2 separate regions of the Arachis hypogaea genome follow, and region 2 is linked to region 1. Evidence: chromatin contacts called from public Hi-C data. All regions are on one chromosome and are shown on one strand. Each heading gives the region's core, a stretch centred on a gene start, on an enhancer-like site or on the middle of the called end of the contact. The rest is flanking DNA. Distances are from core to core; before and after follow the strand shown.

The links. Hi-C and Micro-C count contacts between places; a contact is called where the count stands out from the background.
Region 2: a Hi-C map of leaf shows a contact between it and region 1, with 3 times the contacts expected there. The contact joins the enhancer-like site here to the promoter of LOC112750900 in region 1. A contact is called at or near these places in 2 of 8 Hi-C or Micro-C datasets (both in leaf).

Annotation. Positions count from the first base shown.
Region 1 is chr15:139,764,787-139,767,943 of arahy.Tifrunner.gnm2.J5K5, reverse strand. It overlaps LOC112750900 (bidirectional sugar transporter SWEET4), which reads left to right and starts at 1,338. Exons shown (of 6, transcript XM_025799819.3): 1 at 1,338-1,474; 2 at 1,708-1,744; 3 at 1,838-2,054; 4 at 2,888-3,049; 5 at 3,138-3,157. The coding sequence starts at 1,432.
Region 2 is chr15:139,818,729-139,822,167 of arahy.Tifrunner.gnm2.J5K5, reverse strand. LOC140179550 (a long non-coding RNA gene) reads left to right here. Exons shown (of 3, transcript XR_011873067.1): 3 at 26-130. Among protein-coding and RNA genes, the nearest start is that of LOC140179550, 5.8 kb to the left of the region's middle. Within about 2 kb of position 1,932, at least 3 of the 3 cell types and tissues checked have open chromatin away from gene starts, as enhancers often do.

The DNA.
Region 1 (3,157 bases), core at 89-2,588:
AAATTTAATATTAACCTCTTAAACTTTTATTAGTTCTAAAATCAAATAAACTAATCTAACTCAAATCATTGCAAATTGTTTGAATCAGATTAAAATTAATTAGACTGAAAAGTTAAATGAGACCAATTTACTCAAATCCCAAAAAATTATATATTTTGAATCAAAGTATCTAAATGGCAGTGAGTGTGAGCCCCTCTGAGTTATGGATTTATGGGGCTCAGATACACAGCAGTTTCGGCATGCTAGAACAGTGCCGATGCAGAATAAAAGACAGAGGCAGGTGTCATGATCATGATCTTTGGATTGTATGCTATCGGTAATGAGATGTGGATTCTCTCTTTATTTGAGATAAGTTGCGGTTGACTGTTTGTGTGACATATACCATGCAATTGTAAATTGACTAACATTACACCCTCAATTACGTAATCCAATTTGCATCCCCTCACCACATAGCACATACATGCAAGATGCAATGCAACTGCTCTCTCTTATTTATGTATATAAGTATAATTTTTTATTATTAATTTTATTATTATATGTGAATTTTTACCACAAATAAAATAATACTAGCATAATTTTAAATAAATACCTATATATGTGTGCATATGTGTTTGTGTGCTTTAACAAATTAATAATTATATTTAATTAAAATAGTTCTCTAAGAATATTAATTAAGATAATGAATTAACCTGTATCATTGTTGTATGTGGAGATGTATAGCAGCGAAAGAAGGGAAGAAGCTATAGAGACGAAAAGAAAGAACGAGAGAGGACAGAGCGCATATAATTGTGGGAGATAAGTTGAAAAAGAGAAGTAAATTAAAAAAAAATGGAAATATTATAAAAAATTGACCTGCTAATCATTAGTTTTAGGGTAATACTTGGTATACACCTTGTTAAATTTTGTCTCTAACAAAATACTTGCCGGTTTACTGCTCTATGTTAGAAATTAATGATTTTCTTGAATAATATGAACAATAAATTTTAAAATTGACCCAATTTAAATAAAATATATTATACTTTAAATTATTCACCTAAATCTTAATATTAAAATAACTAATAGCATATCTATTTATTATTCACATTATTTAATATTTTTATTGGCTATCCATATTTTTTCATACTTAAAACACTGATTGTTTATCTGTTAATTATTTAATAATATTTGTTTAATTAATTTTAACTCATTTTTATAACAATAATTCTTAATTTTTTATTTTTATACTTTTTAAAAAAGAGTGAAGTTGATATGACTAGAAAATAGAATTTTTTACTACCTATGACAAGATGATTATTTTCTTTTTTCTTTTTCTTTATTTCATATTTCTATATAACTTATAACCGTCTTAACAGCTTGCGCATTCCTGCTCTCTCTCTCTCTCTGTTTATGTGTGAAATTGTATGTGGTGCATTAAATCAGTAGCAAAAGAAAATGGTGAGCGCCGCAGTAGCTCGTAACGTCATCGGCATTATCGGTTAGTTCTTGCCTTGCTTCTTGATTTCTCTTCTCTTTCTCCTCCATTACTTAACCTGCAAGTTGCAACGTCGTCAATTACCTGATTTGCTTTTCTTTCATCCGAATCGACAACGGAAATTCTCAATTTCTTTTCTACTTCTTTAGAATGTCTTCAATCTTTGCATGCAAAAGAAAGAACCCGATTAGAGTAAGGTTTTCGCGTTTGATGGTGTGTTTTCCGTTTCCGTGCAGGAAATGTCATCTCGTTCCTCTTGTTCTTCTCACCTGCGTAATTAACTTCTCTCGATTCCTCTATTTTTTTTTTTGTATAGAATTAAAAATTTTCGGTTATTTTTGTTATTTAAAGAAATATTAATTTCAGGCCAACTTTCTATACGATAATAAAGAAGAAGTCGGTGGAGGAATTCAAACCTGATCCATACATAGCAACAGTGCTGAACTGTGCATTTTGGGTGTTCTACGGGCTTCCTTTCGTGCACCCTCACAGCATTCTAGTCCTCACCATCAATAGCGTTGGCCTTGGATTTGAGTTCATCTATCTCACCATATATTACATTTATGCCCCCACCAAAGGACGTGTACGTCCATTTCCTCTGCTTTTTGGTTTTCGTTTTTTTTCTACCTCTTATTATGTAATCTTTCTTGTGCTTATAAGGCTATGATTGGGTAAGCTGAAAAATTATGCTTATTTCTAAAAATTGTTTATTTGTATAGAAGGTTTTTTTTTATATATATCATTGCTTATTTAAGAATAAATTTATGTTTGGATAATTTAGTTGGAAAGTAGTTTTAATTTAATCTGTGGTGTTTGGATTTTTAAAAAGTAAATGTTTTTGGTAAATTACTAAAACAGGTATGAATCAATTAAAAAAAAAAGTAACATAGCAATGTAATAGGGTAAAATATGGTATTAATTTATTTTTTCAAATTGAAACAAAATTTTTAAGAGAAAATTTCAGGGCCTAATAATCTTTATATTATTGATCAGTAATTTTAGCTAACACATTCTATTATTGTGTTTGAGCCTTTTTCTTAATGTCAGTTTATAAAAAAAATTGTACTAATTCTGTAGCTTTATTTTTTTTTTTTCCAGAAAAAAGGGTCCAAATTTCAGTTAGATTTTTGCTTGAAAACAATTTTTTTAGCAACTCTAATGGCTTAAATTATACTTTTTAAATCACTTGAACATACTAATTTTTGTAAAACAGCTTTTTTCGTTTAAAAAAAAAATTGCTATCCAAACATGCACTAATTCCTGTTACCTAAAAGTACTTAGCTGAGTTATCTGTAAGTTAAGCTTATGTTTTAGGAAGTCATTATTATCTTCACAAAATTAACTATGCCTCTGTTTAATTGGCCATTCAAGAGATGCTCAAAGCATTGTATTAATTATGTAACCATTTATGCTCAGAAAAAGGTACTGCTTTTCCTTTTCATCGAGGCTATTTTCTTTGCTGTGGTTGCACTTGTGACATTGCTGGCACTGCATGATATAAACCGGAGATCAATAGTGGTTGGTGTTTTGTCTGATATATTCAATGTGATGATGTATATCTCTCCTCTTACAATCATGGTACGCCTTTCATTTCTAACCCTCCTGTGAATCTATAATTGTAGTTACTTTGTAATCATTTTATCTTGTTCTTTGTTGAATTGAACAGGCAAAGGTTATAAGAACGAA
Region 2 (3,439 bases), core at 683-3,182, 54 kb before region 1:
CATATGCACACCTTTGAATTGGCAGGCATCTTCAGATAATGGGAGGCACAAATACAATTGTGGTGTAACTTGAAATAATGGTGGTTAGCATGAACAAAATTGAGGTTTTGGCGTGATCTCTTTTATTTTAGTTTATTATCATGATATGTTGATAGTTTAATGTATGCGTTGGATCATTTTGGTTGGTTGGATTTTTTCTGTAATTATTTTATTTTTTATGGTAATATAAAAAAAAAAAACAAATAATTCCATTAGTTCTTCTTTTTCTCCTATTTTCGGAACGAATTTGTTTTGAACCATCTAAAAAAATAAATCGGATCGAAATTTATCCTTTGTACGCAAAACAGCGTAAATCGCAGTGGCATTTATGAGCTTCAAAGAAAAGTCCTATCCCACTGCAATTTATTTACAAACTCATTTCTAATGATTTGCTTAAATAGTTTGGGACATGTGATTTGGGTTCTCTTTTTGAATTACACTCCTTGGTGCAATTTACATGCTTTCGTAACTGCATCAAATTCTCAAATCCTAATGCGATTGACGTATATAGTTGTAAATAGTTCAAAAACATTGCAATTATTTACTTACAGAAAATGATATATATGTTAGGGTAAATTACTCTTTTAGTTTTTAAATTTTGGATTAAATTTTAATTGTCTACAACATTTAAAATGTTTTATTTTTATCTTAAAAATATTTTATTTTATCCTATTTTAGTTCTATATTAAAATTAATTTTTTTCTTTTCAAAGTACTATTTTTTCTTCTATTAATATGTTTTTGTTTCTCTTATTATTTTATCACGATATTTTAAATTACAACAATTACCATCATGACCACTACATTTATAATTTTGGAAGATTTTCATATATGTCAATGTATTTTACTAATACATTAGTATACTAATGATTATCTAACATCCAAATAATGAATTAAATATATGAAAGGCTGTGATGTAAATAGAAATTCTTTATATAAAGATGCTAACATGTAAAACATGGTGAGGACTGCCCCTGTCCCTGTTTAGGGCTGCACATGCATCGGATAATATTCACATATTTGTGGTAATTATTTGAATTCGATCTAAATTTTGCGGATATTATTTGATCTGTAGAGCTATCGGATTGGATCGAATCCGATCCGTATTATGGTAGGATCGGATTGCGGATTTGGCAGTGATATCCGTGGATCCGATCTGCAAATCCGCATATATCCGCACATCACATATAAATAGTATAGTTTAAGAAAATAAACCCTAATGTGGTATGAATTTAGTGTGTTGTTTTATGAATTTTATGATATCTTGTTTTTTATTTTTTATGTTGTATTTCGACTTAGAATAATTAAACTTAAATCTTGTGTTATTATTTTTTTTTTGTTATTCAAGAGAACTTTTATTAATAATATTTTAAAATTAAATATGCATAAACAGGTGAAAAATGATTTTTTTTTTTTTTAATAAAAACAGCCAAATGGAATTTGAAAACATTTTTTTTGAATTATGCGGATATACTCGATATCCGATCTGATCCGATCCGCAATTATGCGGATCGGATCGGGCCTAAAAAATTGCAAGTATCGTATCCGATCCGATCCAATGAATGCAGTGCGGATCGGATAGAATTTTAGGCTATATCCGATCCGATTCGATCCGTGTGCAGTTCTACCCTGCTGCTCTGTTAGCCAAAAAGAAAGGTTCGAAATGTTGTTTTTGAGGTCTGGTGGTATGGTTGTTAGTGTAGCTTAAGTATGATCGGCTTTTTTGTTTTTTTGTCAAGTACCTTTACACACACTCCCTTTCATTTTTCAATGGGTTTCATATATCAACTTTTAAGACATAGCTAGAATTTGAACCCGATGCACCTCCTAGCAAGACAAACTTAGGTGCCACAAAACCAAGTCTTGCGGTGCAAGTATGATTGGCTTGTGTTTCAGCTAGCTATGGAGTGGAGAAGGTCTGAGCATTAATTGTTTAGGTTGTGTGGATTGGGCCAAAGTAATGGGACTCTTTTTTAATATTGGAGTATAATTTTTTTTTTGTGGCCTAAGAAATTAGTTAAAGTTGTCTTATATCACCCAAAAATATAAAAAAAGTTGAGAATAAACAAAAAAAAAGGGTTAAGTTTATCATATTGATGTAAATTTATTCAATTAATTTATTCTAATAATGAGTTGTCTTTGAAATATTTTAATTGAGATCACTGTTACATAAATTTTTGAAGGATAGTATTTATGGAGGATTAAACATAGGTTACTGATGAGCTAATTAAAAAAGAACCAAAGAATTTAAAAAAATATATATTTAGTATTTATAATGAGAAAGTGATATGATTATTTCAATTTTATTTATTAGAGTTTTTATAATTCAACTTTTGAAACTTAATAATTAAGTTGATAACTCTATTAGATGTATATACAATCTAAATATCAATTATCAAACTTAAATAGAATTTGTGTTCATTTTTTTAAAATTGTTTAAAACTAGAAATGATATATTTATCTATGAGTAAATAGTCAAAATCGTCCCTAAAAGATGCCATGATTTCCATTTTGGTCCTCGAAAAATAAAGTTAATCGAAATCGTCTCCGAAAGATACACGATTAGCCACGTTAGCCCTTCCGTCAATTGGATGATGACGTGTCACGTTAAGTGCCACGTGGGATATAATGACGTGAGGGCTAATGCCACGTGTCACAAGATGATTGGTTGACGTGTCAGTTCAGTGACACGTGGCACTTGACATGTAAAAAAATTATTTATAATCAAAATAGTCTTTGAAAGTTCAGACGTAAGTCATTTTCATCCCTGAAAAATTAAAAATTAATCAAATTAGTCCTTATATAATTTTTTTTTATTTTTTTTGATAATATTAAATTTAAAATATTTTTTGATACTACTAATTTTAATAGAAATATAGTTGACAATCAAAAAATTAGTAATTGTATCTTTTCGTCTTAAAAATTTTTTCAATAAAATTATCTCTCTCCTTTAATTCTTGTCAAAATCTCTTTTATTCTTTTCTATTCTAAAACATTTTTCTTACATTATTACATTTTGCTGGAATATATATATATATATTGAAATGTATGTATTTATTAACCTAAACAAAATTATATGCTCAAAATCAAAATTTATGTATGTTAATCCAAACAAAATTAATAAAAATTTATACATTTTTTTTTTATTACGGTATTACTTTCATTTGGGTTAGAGTCAAAATATAGTAACGGAAACTTGTATACAAACAATTGCAAGTATACCAACCGATATGATATTTTTTGGATGTAAAAAACTTAATTTTTGAAAATCAACTACTGCCTCTACGTACTGAGGGTAAAATTTATGTATTCCTTTCTTAATAGGGAAAAGGAAAGTAGGTTGGATTATATAGGATCAGTTTGTTAAAGAGAAAACGTGAAATTAGGCACCAACACGAAAT